Regions from separate parts of the Mus musculus genome. Here region 1 is linked to region 2. Evidence: chromatin contacts called from public Hi-C data. All regions are on one chromosome and are shown on one strand. The core of a region is the stretch at or near the end of the contact, and the rest is flanking DNA. Distances in the headings are between cores, read along the strand shown.

What was found. A called contact is a pair of places that touch in the nucleus more often than the background predicts.
Region 1: a contact with region 2 is called in a Hi-C map of muscle stem cells, with 2.2 times the contacts expected there. The contact joins two enhancer-like sites. A contact is called at or near these places in 1 of 15 datasets of contacts at CTCF or cohesin (the NIH/3T3 cell line), 3 of 484 Hi-C or Micro-C datasets (the AtT-20 cell line, bone marrow-derived macrophages and muscle stem cells) and 1 of 115 datasets of contacts at active chromatin or transcription factors (SST interneurons).

Annotation. Positions count from the first base shown.
Region 1 is chr4:53,512,057-53,519,646 of GRCm38.p6, forward strand. It overlaps Slc44a1 (solute carrier family 44, member 1), which reads left to right. Exons shown (of 16, transcript NM_001374697.1): 4 at 5,489-5,625. Among named protein-coding and RNA genes, the nearest start is that of Slc44a1, 75 kb to the left of the region's middle. Within about 2 kb of position 4,020, at least 90 of the 459 cell types and tissues checked have an H3K27ac peak or open chromatin away from gene starts, as enhancers often do. A contact at or near this core is called in muscle stem cells, where this site is marked.
Region 2 is chr4:53,103,202-53,110,002 of GRCm38.p6, forward strand. It overlaps Abca1 (ATP-binding cassette, sub-family A (ABC1), member 1), which reads right to left. Exons shown (of 50, transcript NM_013454.3): 6 at 5,963-6,084; 7 at 3,805-3,981. Among named protein-coding and RNA genes, the nearest start is that of Abca1, 53 kb to the right of the region's middle. Within about 2 kb of position 1,615, at least 6 of the 459 cell types and tissues checked have an H3K27ac peak or open chromatin away from gene starts, as enhancers often do. A contact at or near this core is called in muscle stem cells, where this site is marked.

The DNA of each region.
Region 1 (7,590 bases), core at 2,770-5,269, 410 kb after region 2:
GCAACGTGCTCCATAGAAAGGGGCTGTACATTATAAACTGATTCCAGGTAATAATTGGACAAATGATCAGACTCCATTTTTATTCCCCTCTGGGGAAGACATGTGTCAGGACTCGCTAAAGCGGAAGCATCCGAGGGGCTTTGCTGCCAGCTTCTCAGCCTTAGTGCCGCAGTGCTTGATTAGAGAGGAGAGAAGCCAAATCCGGCAGGAGGCGGCCAGCAGACCTGGTATCTGTTTGCCACCTCTTGCTCCAAAAAAGCCTTACTGCAGAGTTGCCATGGCAGCAGGAGGCAATTTAATGGCAAGGGCTCATCTCTGGATCCGCACTGCTGTGCCCAGCTTTTCCCCCTGGCCTTCAGTTTGATCAGCTGCTTACACCAGGGCCTTACTGTGAGGTGTCCTTGTAGCTACACATTGCCTTATGGAGCAAAGTGTGAGATCCCCTGAATTCTCAGGACAGCCACCTCTCCCCCCCACCCCCCAAACACTTCTCCTCGGCACATATCTCTTTGATGTTCCACCCTAGAGTCAGCCCTATCCGATCATTTGCAGTTCCTTAAATATGCTCTTTCATGCTTCTGCGCTTTTAGGCATGCGGTTTCCTCTGCCCGAGTGCTCCCTTCCCCATCTGTCTGGAAAATTCCTACTCAATTTCAAAATGCAGCTTAGACTCCTCCTCCCCCTCCCTCATGCTCTCTCTCACCCTCTTTCCTCCTTGCAGATCTGTACAGCTTCTACAGCCATCTCAACCTCGTCACGTGGGGTTGAAATGACTCGTTGTACTCCTGCCTCTTTTTCTGTAGTCTGAGAGTTATTTGCATTCAAAATTTGTGTTTTGTAGATTTTTGCACTGAAAGGGCCTTTCCTGGGAGTAATATGTAACAATGTTTGTGGAATTACGGGATGCTTTTTTGTGAATTAAGTCCTGTCTAATGCTAATCCTTTGAGTGCTGTTCCCTACAAAGGTAAACCACTGCATTGTAAGTAGTCAGAGTTCCTTCTGCTACAGACCTGATGGACCAGCCAGCCATCAACCTGACACTGGTGGCTGTGCCCTGTCTTTCCAGTTAGGATCAGAGAGAATAACATTTGTGGGTCAGACTTTACGTCTATGCGATCTCCAATTGTTACCCACCATCTGGATCCCTCCGTGGGCTATTGAATTGTAGTATGCTGAGGACACAGCCTCTGAGGCTTTGTGAGATACAGTAACTCCTTGGTAAATCTCATTTTCTCTACCTTCTTCTCTTCTTGGTGGGGACAGTAAAAGCCAAATAGAGGTTCAAGCCACCGTTAAACATGTAGCAGCATCTAACTGGGTTTCATCATCTCACTCTGAGCACAGCTTTTCAAGTTACTCCTTTCCTGTGGCTCTTTTCCTTTTCCTGACCGCCTGTGATTTATGGCTTGCGCCTTCCCTGTTGCCCATTCTCATGTTTGGTGCCTATGTCCTGTGTACTGTGCAGACACGCTGCTTTTTGTGGGTATTCTAACCTTTCTTTCCTCCTGGAAAGAATTTGGTATTTCCAGATTTCCAAGTTAGAATAGATTTTGCTTCATTTCTTCTTCAAATAACCCCAGAACCCACCTGAACTGAGCCTGTGCTTAAACCCCTCCCCCACCGGTCTCTGTACAGCTTCCTCTGCAGGCCAGTCTGAGCACTTTGTGGTTTGTCTCCTGTCGCCATTGCCCTTGTCTGTTTTGAGCCTGGCCCTTAACAGCTGAGCCATCTCTCCAGCCCCCATCACACTTTCTTAAGTTCAAAGCTCACCTGGGTGTTTGGCAGTTCCCTTTGCCAGTGTCTTTTCTGCACCACCCACCCGAGCATGCCCCGTGCATACTGTGTGTGCCAGAGCCTGCAGGTGTCCAGGCTGTTCAGTTTCTGAAAAGTATTCTTGTCATTGTTTTTCTTCCCCCCCATTCTCACGCATGGTATTCTAGGGTCTATAACGGATGTGAAACTTAAACAAAGCTGTTTCTAAGTTATTAATAGATTTGAGCTTCTACAACATTCTTGTGCCTCGTCCTCATTCCTGACACAGGCTGGTGACAGTGGAATTAGGATGGGCTGTGAGACAGATAGATAGTACTTTGTTGCTTCTTATCCCATGTCTGAAAAATACCCTCTGTAAGCTGTCGGTTAACTGCAAATGAGTTCCCCTTATCTTCATGGAAAGCATTCCAAGAGGCAGTGCAGTTCTTTGGGGCTGTGGATTGTACTAATTTTTTTTATTTGTATTTCATTGTGCTATTGCCGGGAGCCATTTTTTTCTCTTATGAGTACATACCTAGAAGAAAGTTTAACTAATAAATCAGATACAGTAAGAAACTGACAACAACTAACCATGAAATTGAGTAGTCATACCAATAAGTATAATAAAAATGACTCAAAATGTATTTGTCTATTTATGAAAATTTCCATTTGCTGGTCCCTGACTTTGTGGCTGTTTCCCCAGCCACAGGTAGCTGAATCCATGTGAAATGAAACTGCAAAAGGGAAACTACTCACCTGCTGATGCTAGCCTAATTTGTAAATAGAGTTGATAGCTTCTTTCACTGTCAAAGGGAGAGCAAGCCTTCTTAGAACCTAGGGCCTATAAGGAGCTCTTCATAGTGTGTTTTTGTGTGAATTGGATTTAATATGTTTTTAGGTTGGAACTAGGGTATGTGTGCATGCTAAGCATATGCCATTAGCATATATTTCTAAAAGTGCTTTTTGTATTTTGTATTAAGTTGTATTTTGGTTGTATGGGTTATAGTTTTTCGGAAACATGCTCTTATGCTATAATCAGCAGTATTAGTTTGATAGTGCTAAATATATATTGTAGGATTCTACTCACCTTCTTAACCCATTTCTGTTTTGCCTGACCTGCTCTGAGGGCTGCTTGTCTTACCAAGCCTCTTGACCCAATGGTATCTATGCAGCTTTTCCTCCCAAATGAAAAGTAAATCTTAGTATTGTAGTCTTATTTGTGACTATTCCAGACCAAGTTGAGTAGAGTGGCTAACTATCAAATGCAGGCTTTGTAAAGGTTAGGTGTTTTCTGTGAGAAACCAATAGGAACTGTCATGCACATACTGTCTGTTACATGTGTACCGTTGGTGACCTTACAGTAGACTAAAGAGTAAATGGTATAGTGTTTAAAATACAGACATTGAGGATAAGGAGGGAAGATGTTTTTCTTTTTCTTTTATTTTTTTTTCATGGTTTTAGAACTTTATTGTAGAAAAGCAAAGAGAGAGAAGAGTAAAGAGGCAGAGGGTGGCCATGGCCACATGGAGAGAGGGGAGAATGGAGGGGTAGAGAGAAAGCAAGAGAATCAAGAGAGCGGAAGATGTTTTTCTTAAGTTAGGCAAAAGAAGTATTGTAGGGAGGCTAGAAGCTGAGGAGTGTGCATACCTGTGATCTCAGCTGCTTGAGAGGCCAAAGCAGGTAAAAAACAAACAAACAAACAAACCCAACAGGACACAGGTTCAGGTTGGTATAACTAAGGCACAGTACAAGTTACCATTTATTCTCAAGTACAAACTACCACGGCCTTTCAGAGGATAAGGTAGGGCTGTAAAAATATAGTTAGGTCAGTTTTAGCATTGGGAGACACAGAAGCAGGACAACAGACGAGCTATCTATTCTCAGGAGGTCATCGTTCTTAGAGCCTTGTCCCAGCTGGGAAGCCTGGCAGCCTCTGCCTTTCTTCACTTGTCTCTAAGTCTGATTTCTCCTGGCATGTAATTTCTCCAGATACTTCTTAGGGCATCGCTTATCATTAAGAACTGTGTATTCAGTGAGTCCCCAACCCACATTCCACTGCCTGCACAGAAACACCACACTACTGTGTGGAACTGATGTGTACACAGAGGTTTTCTGAGTGTCTGTCACACGAGTATTCAATAAACACTGGCTGCATTCATTACCGATATCATAGATGGTACTTACTATTGCCTGTGCTGGCACTGCTAGTTGATACACCCTCTTTCAGACCCTGAGTGTTCCCTGCCCAGAATCTGGCTGTGTGCAGTCTATTGTCTGTGGTCCTAGGAACAGACATGCTGAGTCACATGCGTGGGACAGATGGAGGGAGAATTAGTGAGAGGTTGCTTGTTCCAGCCAACCCAGAACCCATTCTCTTTGTGCCTGCCTGTACTAACCACCTCCTTGTTTTCGGCTGTGGGCACCATCCGTGAACCCTGCTTCCAAATCACATCTGGCTTCTTTGTGTTCCTTTTATCTTTTGGGAACATCAGTGATTTTAGAGTCTCTAAGAGCTTGTAGATTTGTAGTGCATCTTGTGCTTCTCCTTGCTGCTGGGCTCCTGGCTGGTCTTCTGGCCGCACTGTCTGTGCAGTGTTAATGCTCCATCTGTGAGGGCCTCTCTGGTACCTTCTGCACTGTTTCTCCCGCTCTGGCATTTCTAGATAGTGCCTGTTTCACCCGTGCATTGACTTTAGTCTTCTGCTTTTGAGATTGTGTAGCTAGTTCTGTTTCCTCATTAGATTATAGCCAAAGGCTGAGGAAAGTGATTACCTCATTCTTACGGTCAGTTGTATTTGGAATGTAGGTTTAGGTGGTTTGTGGGAAAGGACATTGACTTTGTAAAATGTGCCATGGACTCAGAAAAAAAATGTACCAGGGCTGTGGTTAAAGAACTTTGTGCCAAATAAGACATTTCTCCTTATGTGCCCTTTGTGGTGCGAAACACTAGTCACTATTTATCTTGTCAGAGGATGTGTGGGCTTCATTTTCTCTTGGACAGGTTATGATACATACCTGCTGTCTTTAGCTTCTCTTTGATTTTATTTGTTAAATCCTACGATTTCCATCTAAGCTTTGCCTTTTAAAAATATTATTGTATAAATATACATAGGATATAATTTAGGATATATGAATTATTTTTATATAGCTGCTATGGGATTTTTAAAATATATAGGAAATGTACTGTGGCTATTCCAATTAAGATGTAACCTGCATAATTTGTAGAAAACAAGAACCCTGAGAAGGAAGGACAGATTAGAGGGCTGTGATGTTGCTGTATATTTTTCTAGTTTTCATTCGAATGTCCACCCATATCAGTGTGTGTTCATTAATATACTTGTTTCCATTTTGATAATAATATCCATTAACCAAAGTTTGTAGTTTCCGTGACAACTGTAATGTATGTTAAATCACAACATTGGGATATTCTAATAGTATTTGGTACGAGTTTAACAAAGCAAGAAAACGATGATTTCTGATGATGAAATCTGCATATTATAAAGTATAAATATTAGGAAAAGAAATTGTGAAAACTATTAATTTCTTCAATTACTCCGTTCTCTTTGTAAGCATTACAAGTCATTGTTTTCAAACCTTCCACTGATGGTTCTGTTTGAGGATTGGCAACTGTGTAGCTCAGTGAAGTCTGTCCTTTGCTTTGGGGCTTGGTTGAGTATGCGGCGAGCCATATGTATTTTGCAAAATAATATCTTGGTTCTTTTTTCCATGCTTTAGGTATGTGTTCTTTTTGGACCCATGCAACCTGGACTTGATAAACAGGAAGATCAAGTCTATAGCACTGTGCGTAGCAGCATGTCCTCGACAGGAGTTGAAAACCTTGAGTGACGTCCAGAAGTTTGCAGAGATCAATGGTGAGATTTTAGACTGTCCACATTGATCACCTGGGCTCCTGGGCTCAGTTAAATGCTGTATGTTTGCATTTCAGTATATACTTGTCCTCCAACTAAATATGTTATAAAACAACCTTAAGGAGAAGAAAGAAGTGGTTTGAGATTTCCTAGTTTAGTATTTGAGCACCAACTGAGGAGATTATTAAATCTGTAGAAGTGCTGGGTGCAGTGCTGTGACTGTAATCCCAGCTACCCGGGAGGCTGAGGCAGAAGGATTGCTTAGCCTAAGTGCAGGCTCACTTAGACAGCGTAGCAAGATCTCTTGTCTTAAAAAGACAAGCAGAGATAGATTATTTCACACCTTTGTTGATAAGAAAGAAAAACAGAATTTCCCCAGGGTGGGGTGATTCCCAGGGAAATCCTCAGAAGGTCTTTGTGATGTACAAATGGGTATTTTTAAACTAAATGCTTTAGGTACTTTCGATACACCCTATTGGATATTTTCGGGTTTTATTACTTTGAGATAGGGCCTTTCCTGAGCTGGTTGCATGAGCTGATGATCGTCTTGCCTTAGCGTCTAGAGCTGAGTGTGTGCTGGAATTACAGATGAAATCTAAGCTTGCTGTTAATATACTCTGTATAAAGTTTAGTTTTCCCCTTCTTTCCAAGTTTTGCTTAAATCTCACAATCTGTGTTCACTCCATCCGCCCATAGTCTATGTTTAATCTGCGGTTAACAGTATAATATGTGCATATGTAAAGTGATGGCAAAAGTTACAGGAACGAATGTAAAGAACTATAATCAAATTTCTGCTGTCAGTTCTTTTTCAGTGTGCTGGTGTACATATAATTTTATGTTCTGCTCTTAAATTTAATGTTGCATCATGACCTTTTCTCAAAATAGTTTGGAGGAGTTTTGAGGTTAAAAGACTGGGATTAGCCGCGAATACCAGCAGAGCCAGTTCCCTGCAAATCAGCTCTGCTCTTTGGAAATTCTTCTTTCCAGGCGCTGTCCTCAGTCCTACATGGTTTACTGCAGTTCTCTTTAGAGTATTTTTAAAGTTCTCTTTGTAGAGCACTGCATGCTAAAGGCCCCTCTGGCCCATGTTTTGAACTCCCTGAGCGAGGTTCCATGTTTGTGTTTTGTGTGAAGGGCTTCTTATGTCTTCCTGCTTGCCTAAATCCATGGCTGGTGCTAGGTCCTTTCAGCAACTTGTTGACTCAGGTGTTTACCCCATGTAACATGTAGCTGACTAAAACAGGCTTGGAGCCATAACCATGCCTATCCCAGCCTGGCTTCAGATCCTTCCAGACAGGATGCTGGTCCTCTGAAGGGAGGAAGACGGGTGATGTTCCTGACCCACCACCTCATGCCCTTAGTATAGAGAGCGGGAAAGGCATGGACCGGTGAGGATCTGGATTCCCGTTCAGATTCCATCACTGGCTCCATAAGAAGAGATAGAAGAGCTTTCTGAGCCCAGGGGTCGTCATCCAAATAAACGTGAGGGTGTGCGAGGAGTACTGAATACGTGATGGGCACTGATGAGTTCAGCTTCTGTGTTCACTTGTGACCCCATCTTTGCCTTGCTAAGTCCTGTGCCACAGTTGTCAGCCCTGTAACTTCTTATACCCTGTCTTAGGTATGGGGTACGGTTCTTTAGACACGTGTACCACATAGGCAGTGTAGTTCGCTGGATAAAAGTATAGGCTCTCAGATAAATTATTTAGATTCAACTGTTGATTCTTCAACTTAGTAGTCTTAAGACTCTGAACAAGTTATTTGACCTCTTGAAGCCTCAGCCCCATGACTGTCATGGGACAGTTTCTGTACCTACCTCATTGGGATTTTTTGCGACAAATCAATACAAGAAAAATATTTTAAAAATATTTAAAACTGGTAAAAATGTTGTTGACAGTTGGTGTTAGCTGCCACCTGTTCCATTATCTTTCTATTAGTGGAATGTTAGACTCTCTCCACATCCAGTCT
Region 2 (6,801 bases), core at 365-2,864:
TATTTCTGACCTACATGCACACATATGTATGCCTACACACATACACATGTACCCACCTTCATACAAATATGTACGCATGCCTGTGCGGGCACATGTGCGCGCGCGTACACATACACACACACACACACACACACACACACACACACACACACACACAGAGCAAATGAAGAAAAGGTCACCAAGCAGAAGATAATATCAAGCCCCATATGTCCTTTTGAGTGTTTGTCTACAGAAATTAAGAACAAGCCCAGATCTTCCAGATAAGGTAACTCCATTCGCCCATTACTCATTTGCGCCTTGGAGGGCAGACAGCCCAGCTGTGAGGTTTCTGGTCTTCCAGAAACCACAGGCCCCCTAATATAAGAACCAAATTCTGCCGTGGTAGGAACACATAGCATGAAACACAAGACATTTGAAGAGAGTTCTTCATTCCATAGAGACAGGATTCTCCCTTTTAGGCAGATGGTATTCTTAGAGGTCAAGATGACCTAATAAGCGTAGTCATGCGAGCTATATCCAAGGTGTTGCTGACATGAGACAAATCTGTGGTCCTTCCTTCCAACCTCAAGATTCAGACACCATTCCCACACTACTGAGACGACAGTGAGACGGGACCAGAGCCCCAATCTATCTAGGGCAAGTATCACTTCACCCCAGAACCTGGAAAGAAGTCCTTAAATGTACTGCCTCCACCTTTTATTTTTCCTTTACATCCCGGTCTTAACAATACACAGTGAATATTCAGGATTACCAGCATGTCCATGACCTCCGTTATATTTATCCTAGAGACAGACAGGGTTCCATCAATCAATCTACCCTTGTACTAACTGGAAAAACACCTTTTTGAGAACCTCAACTAAGTAGGGTTCCTAGAACAATTCTGACGTACAGCACTGTTCAGCAAGTGAGTTAGTCTGGAGGTTGGTGTGTAGTTGGTGAGTTTTGTTTGGGGTTTATGTCCAGATCTAGACAAAAAAAAATATCATTATGCACTGAATATATTCTCCAGGATTGCTTTGTTTATTCTGCTTCTGCTTCTTAACACTGAACTACAAAATGAAACATCTGCCTTACCAGCAACTGTTTTTAACATGCAATTTTTATTATTTATGTCAATTAAACTATCAGCTTCTACTTGTTGAGCATCTAGTATGCACCGGCCTCTTGATATATCTACATAGAGATATTAAAAACAAATAATCATAATAAATGATAAACTATATTATCTCTATATAAAATAAAAGGAAATGGAGGCTTGTAGAATCTAAGATTTTGTTTTCCTAAGTCAATGACATCTATAAAAAGCTGAGCCAATGTTTGAACCCAGATCTCATTGACCTCAAATCATGGTCTTCTAACTCTGCCACACTGCCCCATGTTATCCAGACGCTATTACCCTAACCACCTAGAGGAGAACCAGGAGAAAGTCACAATATTTTTGGCTGAAAAATGGGGAAATACCCACACCTAAAATAATAACAATACAAGTGGAAAATATTTCAAAACATGTCTCTTATGATGAGCCCTTTTTGTTACAGAAATGGCACATTAACAGAACAGTCTTCTCCCATGCTAATTGGGTCACGCATCTGGCTGTTGTCCTCAAAGTTCTTGGCACAATTAACTGTCCATCAGCACGATTCAGCACAAGTCACATACACACACACACACACACACACACACACACACACTGACCGTGACAAATTAAAATTTCATCAGAGTAGCAAGAGAAAAAGTGTGCTTATTATAAACCAAGCACCAGTCCCAGTATTCCAATTAAAGCACTGCTTAATTCAGTAAGTAACATCACAGAATGTTTGAAAGACATCCCATCCCAGAGGCAGCTTCCAAAACATTTTCACATAGCACAATCCTGATCACTCACTATCGTCTTCAAGAGCCCCCATGTTCTGACTTTATGAGCGACGGTTCCCAGCAGAAGCGAAGGGGCAGAAGCAGAATTCCACTCTCTACACCCAGGAGACATGCAGGGGGTACACTGAAGCCATCTAAATTGAACCTACTAATCTACAAGGCCACAACAGGACGGGATGTCACATGGCTGACTGGTTTAAAGGTATAGTTCCTTGGTGTTGGAAACCCTCCCAAAGGGGAAGATTTTCAAGTCGAAATCTGAGCTGTTAACAGACAGATGATGAGGGCCATGGTGGTACTCTGCCAGGCAGTGGTGGCGCACACCTTTAATCCCAGCACTCGGGAGGCAGAGGCAGGCAGATTTCTGAGTTCGAGGCCAGCCTGGTCTACAAAGTGAGTTCCAGGACAGCCAGGGCTATACAGAGAAACCCTGTCTCAAAAAACCAAAAAGAAAAAAGAAAAAAGGAAAAAGAAAGCAGTTCAGATACTCTGCAGGAGAAAGGATTTATTGGGCTGTAAACACTACAGGTGTTCAATGATTAAACGGGAATGAAATCAAATAAATGGGCACCAGAATCAATTACTGTCTCTTCTTAAATAACTCATATTTCCTAAACTTGAAGGCTAAGTGTTTACCTCTGTATCTTATAGTGATAAGTGGGCAAAGCAGTCCCCAAACACAATTTCATATCACACCTTTCACGACATTTGTAAGGACCTTGACCCTTTGTGTCTCACAAAACGTCAAGCGCAGAGATTGGCAGCAGTACACTTATCTAACTATGCAGTGCTATTGCTCAGAGCACTACAAACATCTCCAATAAAGAAATACATCTCACTTGAAACTACAGTGATAAAGGCAATAACCAATGGACTCACAGGCCACCAAAGCAAGCACTTGGTAGCTTTAAAAACCTGAAACATAATGAATTACTTTAGGAGTGAGAAAACATTAGGCTGGGCACAAAAATTGGCATGTGTGCACTCCACAAAAGCACCTAGAAGAAGCTTGTCATTTGGCCACCCCCTATTCTTCCCACAACAGCTGCAGAGTTGAAACATGTATAAGAACTTCTCCCGGGTCAGTTCAGAGAGTCTACTCTGAGATGTTTCTAAAACCCACATGATCTAGGCTTGGAATGCTGATGGAAACTGACCGTCTTAGGACCGCATAGGAATGTATGGTTCCCTTACTGAAAGCCAGCTTCACAGAGTTTGACATGATTACAGCATCATCTTGGTATAATGAAGAACACATGTCTTCAGAGAACCTACTGACACAACAGCTCTCCCTGGTACACAGAAAAGCAGAGTGCTGGCTACTGCAGATGCTACTGGAGTCATTTTGACAAAGATCTCAGAAAACTCACAGATCTCTATTGCAGAATTTCTATAACCAACCCTGATAATCAATACACGAGGGCTCACTTGCATTCCTCGGTTATGGTTTGTTTTGTATGTCTTTCTAATACATTTTTGTCATTGTTTGAGCTAATTATTTTTATGTGGTCTTACCCAATCCCAATGTTTTATTATCTAACACAATCTCCCTCTTCTACTGGTTTTAAAAACACTAATAAGTAGCCATTTCCCCATTAATCATTTCAAGACATTTTCTTAAACCTGGCCGGGGGGAGGGCGGTCTTTCTTCAAATGGACTCTTCCTCAGAAATATATTTTTTTAAAAAAACATGAAAGATGGATCTTTTCTGGTTGAAACCAGCACCAGAGACCTTGAGCCTGGACTCTGCCACACCCAGAACATTCTTCTCCAAGTCACCCTTGGGAAATGGACTGAAATTTGAAAGAACACCCAGAGTATGACTGGGCTAAATTATATCACCAAGTTCCAGCCAGGCCCAAGTTTCTACAAAAACAAGATGTGCAGTCCAGGAAAAGATTTCTCATTCTCAAACCTTCAGCACTCACCACAACTGGCTTCAGGATGTCCATGTTGTAGCGCAGTACTCTCTCGGCTGCATCGAGCTTCTTCCTCGGTAGACCACAGAGGGCAGAAACTTCCGCATCACCAAGCTGAATAATTTCTTCTAATTTTGATCCGTTACACAGACTGGCCAAATGTAATTGGTAGCCTTGCAAAAATACCTGGAAGGGTTGGATGTAAACAGAGCTGTGAAAAAATTATCAGGATGGAAGGCTGGCTCCCAGACACTTTGGGGGGAGTGTAACCTCAGTACATCTTGGAAGAGCTGAAGCAAAGCACTACTGCAGTCACCCATGGAGGAAAGAACCTTGGGATGAATCGGACACAGTCAGCCATGTTCCAACACTGCATGCTGACTCAATGCATCCCACTCTCTTGTCCCAATAGCACCGGGAAATCCTTAAGGCAAGTCTTTTTCTCAACGCGACTGGAACACATGACTCAGCTAATGGAAACCCAGAGTCTAAACCCCTGGAACTATGAGAGGAAGGTTATGCTAACTCTTCCAGAAATGTATTGATATTGGACGCTGAAATTAGGCTGCCTCATGGAAACAATTATACCGTGAATCTGTAGGTTTAGATACTTGACAAATGCATAAAGCTATGTTTAAGGAACATCACAATTGTGAGTGTTTTGTTTTACTTGCCCCCAAGAAGAATACGGAAAAGTGGGCCTCTATCAACTCAACTGTAAAGTACTTCTACGTCATCCTCACCTGTTCTTCATAGCAAACCCCAGGAAACTCTCTTTGGCCATACGCTCCTACCTAGCTACCCTTCCTAGGTTTAAATAAGTAGTGCTTTTTCATACCTGAGTCTCACTGTCCAGCAGAGAGAGACCTCTGCAATAATATGGGGCTGCCTTGGTTTACAAGGCTCGTACCTGTGTCTATAACCCTAGAACAGTATTTGTTGAATGGATGGCTTATTACAATATTACCAACCCCTCTATCAGCTTAACTGAACGCAGTCCATTCTGGTCACAGAAACCTGTAGAGCATCGCAAGGGGCGAAACCAAAGCCTCTCAACTCCCATGCAGTTTCGCAAACAGTGAAGGGAATCTGCGCCACCATGTCGTCCACTCGCCTGTCACTGACTGCCAGATACTCAAGTACACTCCAAGCTTGCTCCTGCCATAAGTCCTTGTCACCATGCTGTGGTGAAGAACCCCTAAGACACTGAAACTCAAATTACCATGCAAAGACCTTCCCTGGATGCCTCTTAGTTTAAACTGATGGCATGCAACAGATATGAAATTGGCAGGGGGCAATGGAAATTATGCTAAATGAAATGATTTCGAAAGTCTGCTGCCTCTGGCCCACCTCCCAGCCACACAATTGGTAAACACAAGACATATTTTCCCAGTTTCATAAGAGCATGCAGTAAGCACATTTTCTTTTTTCTAACTTGGAAAATTTTCAGCCATGTGAAGCAAAGCCCTCTTCAATCATCAGCCCCGCCCATGACTTCTGCTTACTGTAAAGTCAAGCCAGTATAGAGCCGAAAGGCTGTACATGGGGTCAATTCTCCTTTCTGCCAGAGAATAAAGTGAAGAAAAAGCTTTCGGGGGAACAACATATAGCCATGCACTCTGCCCAGGAGTGGTACAAAAATAAATGATGGCGAAGAAGTTCTCTAGGACCCTAAGATGCAAAGCCTATGTAAACACTAATATTACATACACTTAAAAGTTGATCAGAAGTCTCTTTATGCAGCTTCCCTGTCTTTAAAAAGCAGTAAGTGCTTCATTTAATCTTTTGTGATAGATTCCAGTTTAAGAATCTACGTCTCTGGCTCTTATTTCAGAACAACATTTAAAAAAAAAAAAAGCTTCTTAATTCACCTTAACAGAAAATATAACCCCTTTAGGGGGGAGTCATTACAATGCCAAAGGACAGACACAGAAATCAACTTCCTTTCAGCATACTGGCCCTGATGCTGGGTGACACACCCCACTCACTGTAGGGTTCGTCTGTGACAACCAGAGTCACGAGTCAAATGAGATGAAACTAAACTTCTGAAGCCTGACCATTTCCTTCACAGCTTTTTCAAAGGCCAGGGTTTTTCTTTCTTTCTTTCCAGGGCCCCCAACAGGGTAATAGTGAGGCCCCACTGATTTAGCTGAAGGTAGTAGCTTACCTTCTGGAGACCAACATTCGCCTGCAGCAGGCTGTCCACAGTAGATCTTGGAAGGGACAAATTGTGCTGCAGGAATCCAGAGAATGTTTCATTGTCCACCAGAAAATCCTGGAGCTTCAAATCTATTGGAAAATTGTGTTTGTTTACAGTTAATAACTCAAAAAAAAAAAAAAAGACTCAACCGCTATGGGGAAGGTGGAGAATAGAATATTGATTGCTTCATTTTAAACGGATGGGTGACCACAGGCTTCTGGCTTACATACACCGAGAAGTGAGTTTCAGGAGCTCCGTCTCGCTGGCAGAGACATGAAAAGATTGCTTTCTGATGACATGTTGAGCCACACTCAGTGTGGGCTCCCACAGTCCAACAGCACAGTGGTGTTGTTACACACATGGTCTTTCCTTGTTGCCAATTGAAAAACCAACCCTTTTAAATGATCTCATCCATCCTACCTGAGGTTTGTGACATGAGCCCTGCTGCTCCTGACTCCTCAGTGCCGCCTCACGTAGCTAGCACTGAAAATACTGAGTGCCTTATTTCCACAAGCCACAGGGGCTAATCTCCCAGATCAGCAGGCAATGGCTCGCTAACATTTCTGTGAACCAGAATCGCTTGATGGGTTGCCTCAGCTAGCCGGCTGGACAGCAGTCTCAGAGCATCTGCTTCTGCCAGCTCTGGCTGCAGCAGCTGCATGTCTAACAAGCTCCCAGGTGGTGCTGATGTTGCCTGCCTGGGACCACACTTCCAAGAATCACAGGGGAGTCCTGTGAGCATATCGAGGTGTTTAAATAGACATGGTCTCTTCTTGGTTTCAGAACAAAACCTGGGATTTCAGAAC